2 separate regions of the Macaca mulatta genome follow, and region 2 is linked to region 1. Evidence: chromatin contacts called from public Hi-C data. All regions are on one chromosome and are shown on one strand. The core of a region is the stretch at or near the end of the contact, and the rest is flanking DNA. Distances in the headings are between cores, read along the strand shown.

The links. A called contact is a pair of places that touch in the nucleus more often than the background predicts.
Region 2: a contact with region 1 is called in a Hi-C map of fetal cortical plate, with 2.0 times the contacts expected there. The contact joins the promoter of CDKL3 here to the promoter of SKP1 in region 1. A contact is called at or near these places in 2 of 14 Hi-C or Micro-C datasets (fetal cortex germinal zone and fetal cortical plate).

What each region holds. Positions count from the first base shown.
Region 1 is chr6:143,077,023-143,082,844 of T2T-MMU8v2.0, reverse strand. SKP1 (S-phase kinase associated protein 1) reads left to right here and starts at 3,923. Exons shown (of 6, transcript NM_001193590.1): 1 at 3,923-4,022.
Region 2 is chr6:143,289,070-143,294,664 of T2T-MMU8v2.0, reverse strand. CDKL3 (cyclin dependent kinase like 3) reads left to right here and starts at 2,812. Exons shown (of 11, transcript XM_078005208.1): 1 at 2,812-2,916. It overlaps UBE2B (ubiquitin conjugating enzyme E2 B), which reads right to left and starts at 3,138. Exons shown (of 6, transcript NM_001194433.3): 1 at 2,673-3,138; 2 at 461-541. The coding sequence starts at 2,716.

The DNA of each region.
Region 1 (5,822 bases), core at 2,674-5,173:
TTATTATCCCAGAAGTTATTTCCTGGTTATCTGGCCCCTCTCAGCAACTTCATGCTGTTCTAGGGCCTCAGGACACATGCTAATGCTTCCTGGGATTCTCACACATTAGGCATGGGACTGAGATGCTCCCAGGGCCCCCTGCGTAGGCACACCCAGCTGCCATTTCTACTTGACTGCTACCATACTTTCTCATCATGGAAGATTATTTAGACCCTACCCACAGACAGATTCTCCCCTCTCTCAGAACCTCCAAACCTATCTGGGGTCCTAATCCCTCCCTATCCCTGGGTTGAGAGGATGGAAGAATGAGAGAGAGTCCCTTCTCAGAGACCCACACTGGAAGCTAACTGCATGCAGTGGTCTCCTCCCCACCCCAAGCCTGGCATCATACCTTCTTTCCAATTCTTTCAACAGAGGAAGGTGAGGCCCAGAGACGTGAAGTAAGTTACCCAAGATCACGTAACAGAGGCAGGTAGTCTGACTTCAGAGTGGCTATGCTTACCCCTGTATTAGAGGACCAAGACTGAGAGAATTGACACACAGCAGGATGCAGCCAGGAGACCTTTGACCATGCAGACTGAATACTTCCTAGCTTACATGCTGTCCTATGGGATGGAACATGTATCTAAGTCCAGAGTCTGTCCCATGGATGGGTGCACAAGAAATAGAATGAGAACTGAATTCTGGGCTGCAGAGTCCTGTTTGTTTGTTTGTTTACTTTGAGTGGAATCTTGCTCTGCCGCCCAGGCTGGAGTGTAGTGGCGAGATCTCCACTCACTGCAGCCTCCACCTCCTGGGTTCAAGCAATTCTTCTGCCTTAGCCTCCCGAGTAGCTGGGATTACAGACACCTGCCACCATGCCTGGCTAATTTTTTTTTTTTTTTTGTATTTTTAGTAGAGACGGGGTTTCACCATGTTGGCCAGGCTGGTCTCGAACTGCTGACCTCAAGTGATCCTCCTGCCTTGGTCTCTCAAAGTGCTGAGATTACAGGCATGAGCCACTGTGCCCGGCCCAGCGTCCCGCTTTAGATGCACTGACAGGGTTGCTCCTCATAGGAATCCTCCTGTGAATGCTTTATAGCAACGAAGACTCCAACGAAGACTTACAAAGGGAGATCATTTCTGGAAATGAATTCATCATAAAAACTGGATTTTCACATCTGGAATATTTGAATCAAAGGCCTTTAGTCTCCCTGGAAGTAGTATGCTGGGAACAGCTGTAAATTAGAAAATGCTCCTGCATTTGAGGAATGGGGCTAAGATTCACTGCCTGGGCTGTGATGGCAGATACATAGCTGGGGCTGGTGTGATGGCTGGGAAAGTCTCTTTGGTTTTGTTTCCTTCCTCTTAGGACAAGGGGTTTTGATTACCCCTTGGCACGGAGCATATGGAGTGACCGGAGTAAGGGTGGAGCCTCAGCTTCCTCAGGGCCAGCTCTGGTAACATAGGTACCCCTGCCCCTCACACCCACACATGTATCCACACGTACCACAGGGACTCTGTGCGGGCCAATCCTTTCTGACCTGTGGTCATCACTATGGATAAATGAATGGAGATGAGTCACTCCCAGCCTGTCCCACAGTGCTGCAGCTACCTTGGCCCTCCTGAGTGGAGGGTTTGAGAGAAGGTAGGGTTGATCCAGAAAGTGAGGAGCTAAACTAGTCACCTTTGACGAACACTGTTGGCTCCTTCCTGGCAGTGCTTCACCACTGAGACGCTACTACAGAGGTTTATTCACTTACTCTGGGCTTGAGGATCACCTGGAGAACTTGTTTAAAGGGCAGAAAAACCTGCCGCCAGGGAGTTATTAGATTGAAAGTGGACCCAGGAATCTGCATTTTTCTTGAACAAATTTATTTTTAAGTTAAAAATTTTGAATATGTAATACATTGATGTGAATTGATACCCAAAAGGTAGAAAGGGGTATAAGGTGAAAAATTATTCTAACCCGTCCCTCAGTGACCTAGTTCCCTTCCTCTGAGGCGACCAATTTCTTGTGTATCTTTCCTGAGATAATCTATACATAAAGCACCATATACAAGCAAATGAAATATGTTTTATTTATTTATTTTTTGAGACTGCGTCTCACTCTGTCACCCAGGCTGGAGTGCAGTGACATCATCTCAGCTCATCGCAACCTCTGCCTCCTAGGCTCAGGTGATCCTCCCACCTTAACCTCCAGAGTAGCTGGGACTACAGGCTCACGCCACCATACCCAGCTAATTTTTGTTTTTTTGTAGAGATGGGGTTTCACTATGTTGCCCAGGCTGGTCTCGAACTACTGAGTTCAAGTGATCTGCCCACCTCGGCCTCCCAAAGTGCTGAGATTACAGGTGTGAGCCTCCATGCCCGGCCCCGAAATCTCTTTTAAAAGTAGGCATTTCTTGGTGATTCTAATAAAGGGGGTTCTCAGACATATTTGGAAAAGCATATACCTACTTTTACGCCAGACCCTGTGCTGGGGCCCCAGGCTAGCTGTATGACCTGACACTGCACAGTCCTGCTTAGGATGCTCAAGGAGAGTTTATAAGGTATCACCCTGCATACCATAGGCAGGGGAGCAAAGGGGCTCCAGTGGGCCCTGCCTAGGAGGCCTGAAGCTGGAGCTGCTGAGGGCAGGGCTGTGCTGCTGAGAAAATATCTGAGAGCTGCAGGCGTTTCATCTTCTGTCATCAGCTGTGGCACCTGGCAGACACTGGATACCACAGCTTGTAGACAAAGACCTGGTAACTCAAGAAGCTGCTTGGCATTCCTGCCCAGTCCCATCCCAGAGGCACTGTACGTCTCCGGTTTCTTCAGGGGGCCCTGTGTGGAAGTATCTTTTGTCTTCCTGTGTCAGGGATACCATCACGTGCCTATTGGCTAGACGAGCCCGGCGCCCAGTCTCCTAGGACAGGGAGAATAACGTTCCCGAGCAGAGCGGGGTGGGGCTTTCAGACTACTCCCGTTCCTTTACTGCAGGCTTCATTCCATCGACCTCATCACAGCCTTCCTGGGAGCACCCCAGACAAGAGTTCTGTCCAGGCCGGGCCCTGGCTGCCTGGTTCACTGCCGAATCCCCAGCACCACGCCTCGCATGTCGGGCTCAGAGCATGTTTAGTGAAGGAATGGGTACCTATTGCTAGATGGAAGCCATCTCTCTAGATTTGGGGTTTCCCTACGACGATGGCTATTTTTGGCACGGAAGCCTCTTTAGAAGTCAATAGTAGGAAATAAGGGCTAACGGCACCTAACTGTGGAGTAATGTTCAAATCCTGGCTCTGCCACTTAACCGTTCCGAACCTGTTCCCTCACTGCAGAGGCGAAAAGGCTAACACTATTTCACCTCGGAGGGTTACTGTGGAGAATGGAGGCTGGACAAGCTGTATCAGTTCAGTAGTAAAACACACACACACAAGCGCCCCCCCATCCCCACCCCAGGAATGAACACACACACACCCGCGCGCGCACACACATACACCTCAGGAATGAACACACGCGCGTACACACACACGCAGCCCCTCCCAGGAATGAACACACACACACACGCGCGCGCGCCCCGTTCTGTTGTTCCCAGGAACACACACATAGGCGCACACACGCCCCGTTTTGTTTTTTCCAGGCCGTTTAGCTGGGGTATTTTACTCGGCTTAGGGCGCCCCTGCCTGAAAGACCTTTCTAGGCCAGTCAGGGTTCGGCACCCAGTTGATGAGAGAGCGCGGCGCTTTCAGAGCTAGGGAAAGGCGAAAGCTCTCCCGTTCCCCAACCCCCCGGCCAGCCGCCCCGGCAGCTCCTCGTCGCCTCCCGGCCTGGGCCCGCCCCGCCGTCTTCGGCCTGCCGTCAGGCGATCTCGGCGGCCAGCCCAGCCGCTGTGTGACGCCGCGCGCCCCGGGGTCCTCGGCGCCTGCGCCCTCTCCTATAAAGCAGACGCCGCGCCGCGCCGAGAGGCTGTAGTGGCTTCGTCCTCCGCTTTTCTGTTCCTCCGCTGACGTCTCCTAGCTCTCGTCAGCCTCCCGCCGGCAGTCTCCTTAACACCGAACACCGTGAGTAGCCGCCCACTGAGCTGGAAAGGGTCGTGGCTCCCGGATTGCATGCAGGCTGGCCTCACTGCTGCGGTTTGGGCCTGCCCGCGGCGGGCGGTGACTGGGCCTGGCCTTCTTTCGGGCCCGGTGGATCGTGTTGTCGACCCCGTTCTTCGGGAGACACCATCAGGTCTCGTCCACCCTCTCCGCCCCCGATTCAGCGAGGCCTGCTCTGGCCGCGCGTCCTCACAGCGCTCCATAAGTGTGAGCCGAACCCCGGGCTGGGCTTTCTCTGCACCGGCCGAGCGTCAGCCGGCGCAGGCTCGGCTGCAAGGCCCAGGCTATGGCCGGGGGCCTCTCTTGGCCTTAAGCCTGCTGTCCCGGGGACTAGGGCGGGGGTGGCGGCGGGGTTGTGAATGGGGGTCCCTTGGCTGTCGTGAGCATGGGCGTGTGTCGGTGTCTGGCTTTTGTTGTGGTCGGGAGGGAGAGCTGCGGTGGTGGTCTGAGGCCGCCCGGTTCTTGGCTGCCATCCTTTCTCCCCCGTGTCTGGCGTCACTAGCTACCCGTCGGTCCTGGCTAACTGTGTGCGGGCGCCGAGTTTCTGCACATAGCCGCCTGTTCCTTGTAAATATTTCTTCGCGTTGTTTTGCTATGACTTGGAGTCGTTGAAATAACTATTGTGATAGCAGATACCATCTTCAGAGTGGTGTGACTTGTAAGAGCTGTGTATAACTTAACTCGAAGTGTCTGGCTTTTAAAGAAATAGGATGTCCAGCTGCTTTGGTTCACTTTTAGTGGGAACTTCACGTTTGGGTTTTAGGAACATGCATTTTTCCATTAGAGCGTCACAATAGAATGTATCTGTGTCATAGAACAATAGTCTCCTCCACTGTGCAGTCTAAAAAGCAGTGGCAGAATTTCGGGTCACTTAAAACGCAGGGGTTTTTTTCCCTTTATGATGTGATAGAACCCACTTTATGCTGGCCATGGAGAATTATTTACAAGTGCAGGAGCCTTTAGGCCTCTTTCTTTAGAATGGAATTGTTTTGAAAACATTTCAAATCAAAATTTCATCCATTATTACTTAAAAATTTTGCACTTTATTCTACTGTAACACTAAAACTTATCTTTTAGTTTAGTATTACCAAGTGCATCGAATTACAGATTTAACCGATTACCTACCTGCTATTTAGTAAGATCTCAACTCCCTTAAGAGTAACCCAATCCACGAATTTGACTATGACTAAGCACTTGAGTTATTTGAAAGAAATATGAAACGGTCGTCTTGCTTTTAGAGTAATTTTATCAACTGCATTGTTAGACTTGTGATTCTGCACTGTTCATTTCAGTACTATCTGATATAAAAATTACATGTTTAAATGTTTTATAATTAAAAATTGGACTCACGTTAAAATATTTTCTTTTGGAGATACCTTTTATTGTTGTCTTGTCACAGGAAGGGTCCTCTACTCTGGGTCCTTCTTCATTGAGCAGGGACAACGGCATTATTGGCAAGCGCTAAGCAACATGGAGAAGCAGACATGTTTGTGAATTGCAAAGTGAAATCTGATTCTCTCCAACCATGGATGAGTGAGAGTAGGATATTTCAGTGGCTGGTTTTAAAACACGCTTTACTTTTTTGCTTCCTTTGCCTAAGAACCTGTTTGCTTTGGGGTTGCGGACAATTGTCTCAGAGAAGCTGAATGAATATTTTAACCGATGTAATGGGTCATAAGTCTTTGAACATAAAATGGGTGTGATGCATGTTTTAAATGCCAAATGATACACTTTTGTGAAAATATATGCGATTTTTAATACAAC
Region 2 (5,595 bases), core at 1,563-4,062, 210 kb before region 1:
TTTTTTTCTTTGGATAGCTGGCTGCCCAGGCTGGAGTGCAGTGGCACACTGCAGCCTCAAACTTCTGGGCTCAAGTGATCCTCCTGCCTCGGCCTTCCAAGTAGCTGGGCACCACCATGCCCAGTTAGTTTTATACTTTTTGTAGAGACAAGGTCTCTCACTATGTTGCCCAGACTGGGCCAAAACTCTTTTTTTGGTGGAGAGGGGACAGAGTCTCACTGTCTCACTATATCGCCCAGGCTGGTGATGAACTCCTGGGCTCCAGCGATCCTCCCAGGCGTTGAGCTACTGTGCTGGGCCAAAACTCTAATTGAAAAAAATTTTTTTCTAATTTATCTTGCAGTTTTAGTCCTTAAGATCTCTCATTCTACCTCAGTTTCTTTTCCTAGACAGTTGTTATATGTTCACTTTTCTTAAAGATTCAGCACACACCTATTATTTGTTAAACCTTTCAACTCACCCAAATATAACTGCATTCCACTGCATGATGTTGTTTTCAGATGGTGCGCCACTGACACCCACAGGTGGGTCCTCTTGTAACCTAGAAATCCAGCGTTGTAATTTAAAAAGTTGAACATTAAGGCCACTAAGGAGGCCACATAAACACCTACAGACACTACACCATCTATTTTGAGACACAGACTAACTCCATTTCCTTGTTATTGTGAACTAAAATGAACCATATGACTTAGATATATTAACCAGGTATATATACTTATTAAATACCTCTCCAAATTACCTAAAAATCCGAAGGGCTTGAGAATCATCCCTCTTTCAATATTATCAAGAGTATCTCTTCAAGAATTGATGTATATAGACTGTCCTCTTATACCAAAAAAAGTTTAAAACCTCAAAAGCAAGTAATATTTTTACAGAACCATTGATTTTGCTGCTCTAAACATGCAAAGACTGTGTATCCTAACCACGGCTACTTCTGCAAAATGGCTACAAGAAAAAAAAAAAAAAGCAAACCTCAGTGTAAACACGAAATGACTGAAAACACATTAAATTTAACTAGGAAACTAGTATTAGGCAGCAGATTTACTCTATCCCTTTTGCTTCAAACAGCAATGGCTTTAAAAAGTAATCAGTAGGTTTTCCGCCAGTCCCTATTTTAAAGGCTCTGCACTAACATCAAATCTACCTCTCAAATCAGGAGACTCAATACAAGGCTTTCCCACATTCGTCATAGTCAAATTCTTGTAACCTATAGATCTCTGGAAAACTACAAAAGGTGCCATGTATTCAACTCAGAATTAAGCAGAGCATTACAGTAAGGAGCCAGGGCGACAATGACATGAACTAGTTTACTATCTGAATTTTAGTCATGAGTGCTAATCAGATACACTGATTTCAAGCTTTAGAAAAATGACTTTTGCACCAAAAAGGGCATCTCCTTTCAGAGACTGTAACCTCAATTTAAAAATGCTACATTATACACACTCACAAATACATATGGAGTTGTTTTCATGGGGCATCATAATTTGCAACTAGTCCACATAAAAAAAAAGGTTTTTAGTCAATCTCAAGCAAATTAGGCCACCACAAACAGAAGCCTTAGAAGAACTGCACTGCTTGACGCCTACCTTTAAATGGCTAAGAGAAGCTACGAATGAATTAAATAAGTTGGCCAAATCCAAATGCCTCACATAGGCTTTATAATAGCTGAGAGGTGACTTCCTGAGCGACAAATCTATGTTTTTATGCTATTTTGTTCAATTAGGGTAGGTGTCCCCAGAAAAAATTTTAAGAAAAATGTGCAGAATATCAAAATGTTTTCTCACTTATTTTGTTTTTTCTACGTTATTTTGTTTTTTCTACGTCTCTAAGTATCCAATAAAAGGTAAACTAACGGAATAATCATTTTCTTCCTCACAACCCCAATACCTCCTAACAAAACCCTATTTTATTTACCAAAGAAGGCCCAGGGAGTATCAAATTAGCGCCAGTCTAAGGGAAGGCATTTTTCCAGACTCGGGAGGCTATAGATAGGGCTTTCTTCACCAGCCAGATCTGAGTTCCAGAAGGCACTGGCAGCCGGGGTGGCCAGCTCTAAGGTCCCAGATCTCTAAGTCAGTTCCCAAGGTCTTTTCAGGCGGGCGGGGACAGAGTCGGGTTTCGGGGGATGGGTTAACCTCCGAGCCTCACGCACTGGACCCCACCCTCACGGCAGAAATGGAAAGGACTGGCGGGGGTGGGGGGCTGGGGAGGTTCACCCCAACCCGGCTCCTCGGAGAAGACTGAGGGGCCTTGAAACAAAGCTGACTGGTGCTGCCGGAGAAGAACAAGCTCCCGCGGGAGCTCACTTTGAGGGGACAAGAAAGGGTCTCCGCAGGGTGCAGGGGCGGGAGGATGATGTCTGATCCCCGTCTGATCCCCTGGACGAGACCCCGGGCAGCTGGCCGAAATGGGCAGCGGGGAACCCTAGACCAGTCGATCGACATCGTTTTACTTTTTGGGGGGAGGGGAAGCAGTATCGAAATTTCTTCGGGCGCCAGAGCGAGCGGCAAGGATAAGGAGAGTAGGGGCCGAGGTAGGACCCGGCTTCCGCCAGTCCCCCTGGGCCCACAGCCGACCCTCTGAGGGTCACAAGGGGAAGGTGTCCGGGATCCACGCCCTGCAGCCCCGCAGCTTTGAGAGGCCGTCATCTATGCGAAGCTGAAGGCCCTTACCGCTTGAAATCCCGCATAAGCCTCCTTCGGGCCGGGGTCGACATGCTCCGCAGCTGCCCCGCGGTCAGTCTGAAAGAAAAGAGTCCCGCGCAGCCCCCCCACCCCCCGGCGCGGCGGCCGAATCACTGTGGATCGCCGCTGCCGCCGCCGCCGCCGCCGCCGCCGCCAAGACTGACAAACAACCCTGCAATGACGTCTCCCTCCGCCGCCTCCGGATCCCTCCGCCCTCCGCCGCTACCACAGAGTGAGTGCTGGGGGAGGAGGGGGCGGGACGGGGGAGCGCGCGTTCCCTGAGCCCTTCAGCGGGGCGTGGTTCTTCCTGGGCTTCCTGAAGTGATCGACAAATTTGTGTTCTCTGTGTTCAGACTAGAGGTTGTGGATTCAGAGACCACGAAACCGACACACTATCCTGTCTGCCTCCCCGTCTCTAGTTTAGGCTCGGCGGGGTGGAGAAAGAAGGACGTATCCGGGCCAGGGATTTCAGGGAAAGGAGGTGGGATGATGTAAGATCACGTGACTGCCCGCGGCCTTGTCAACAATCCACCCCTGAGGGGGAGGGGGAGAAGTATCTAGAACCACGTGTCCCTGTGACGCGTTTAGAACGGGTCACGTGAGAGCCTCGCCTGGATGTGAGTTTCGGCCAGGTCTGTGAAGCGGGTCTAAGAGGGTGAGGGCTGGATACACCTTTATTAGTTGTTTTCGGTTTATCACAGGTATAGAGACATTACCCAAGAGGTCGTGGGAGGATCAACAGCTTGTTTTGTTTTCTTTAAACCGGGACCAAAAATAACTCCCCTCTGGTTGGTTCAGTGGCTTATGAACTCTGGTACTTGGGGCAAGAAGAGAGAGGATCGCAAGATCTTCTAAGGCAGCATTGAATACTGAGGGCCACACAACAATCTCCTGAAATGGTTCCTTGAAGCTACCAAATAGTCTTTCTGCTTTGCAGTGGGGTTTCTAGTATTGGAAATTCTGGGCAAACATTAAAGGATGGTGTATTATGCAGTTTTTCCTTTCTGGGTCTGCTTTCAATTGAAGATATGTGTCAGAGTCCGGGGACTTGCCTATGGGGGGGAGTACCATTGTATTTTTAAGAATGTGGGGGTGCAGTCTTCCAAGCATATCAATGAGTGGTTGGTTGTCAAAGAAACCTACAAATATGATTCATATGTGGGGGAGAGCTCCAGCAGACCTGAGTGAGGGTTATCTATCCAGCCTGAGACAACTTCAGGTTTTTTACACTAGCAAGAAAGGTGCAAATGGGCGAGAAGTGCCCCCCCACCACCAGGGGGTTCAGAGGTGTTGACCTCCCACAGACCTTGAATATTTTTTGTAGTTACTGTCTTTCCCTGTATTGCTGCTAATTCCTACTTTCAGGACTTTGTTATACTAAGGACTCTGAGTACTTTTGTATCCATTTGGGGAATTGTTCGGTTCAACAGGTAAAGGGAGGGTGGAATGAGGACCTTAGCATTGCCTCAACCTTGCCCCTAGTTCTATGGAAGCAGAGTTAACTTTTCCGACTTTCCTTGTACCTCTTTCTTCAAACCCTGAATTCTCTCAGCTTCCAGTGACTGCCTTAGTGATCAAGTTAGCCAGGCCTAACTCTTGATAGGTCCTGTTAGACATTCACAATGTGTTTTCTAAGTTAAAAGCTGAATATTCTTAATGTTTTTGCTTTTCTGCCATTGCAGTCCTAACCCTTCCAATAGCAAAGGAGGAAGACACACAGGCAGGGTTACATGGAGAAAAATGGTAAATAGAAACTATATCTTAAAAATATCCCTCATGAGCTGGGGCATTAGCTCATGCCTGTAATCCTAACACTTTGGGAGGCCAGGAGTTGAAGACCAGCCTGGGCAACATAGGAGATCCTGTCTCTGTGCACACGAGTAGCCCCAGCAACTCAGGAGGCTGAGGCAGAAGAATCGTTTGAGCTGCAGTAAGCCATCATCATGCCACTGAGACCCTGTCTCAAACCCTGCAACAACCAAAAAACCCTTATAATTTATCAGTCTAGGCAGTCACTGAAAGCAGAGACAGAATTCAGGGTTTGAAAAAAGGGAGGTACAAGGAAAGTGGGAAAAGTTAACCCTTTCTGGTTCCATGGAACTATGGGCAAGATTAGGGCAATGCTGAGGTCCTTCTCCTACCTCCCTTTCCTTGTTGAGCTGAAGAATGGATACAAAAGTGCTGAGTCCTCCTGACGCACCAACAAAGTCCTAAAGATGGGAACTGGAGGCAATGGAATTTAGGAATTCCGTGACTACAGGGATTTATAATTGTTTCGGAAACAGTTTAAATTTTCCAAAATGAATTAACACTTTTAACTAATTCAGTGCATGTGCATCATAAAGTCTTACAGCTGTGTATTAGCAAGAATCACTGGCTGTTCTGGTTAACCAGGCCTGCCATAACCTACTTGTAGAAGGAATAATTTTAAAGCTATTAATTGTATGCTGTTATCAATTCTGTAGCTCTGGATTATGAGTTCATTGAGGGCAGGGACTGAGTTTGGTTCATCTTTGTCCTGGGCAATGTTTTTTTATTTTTTGAGACAGAGTCTTGCTCTGTCACCCAGGCTGGAGTGCAGTGGTGTGAAGAGGGCTCACTGCAGCCTTGACCTTCCAGGCTCAAGCAATTCTCCTTCAGTTGCCCAAGGAGCACAGGTGTGCACCACCACACCCGGCTAATTTTTTGTAGAGACGGGGTTTTGCCCTGTTGCTCAGGCTGGTCTGGAACTCCTGGGCTCAAGTGATTTGCCCACCTTGGCTTCCCTCGGATTACAGGTGTGAGCCACTGTGCGCAGCCTCCTTGCAAATATTTTGCCCACAGCAAATAATATGCTTACACGAAGTTTGAACCCACTATAAGATTTACTATGACATTCTTATTTATAGAAGGTGTTTTATATTGTGGTTGA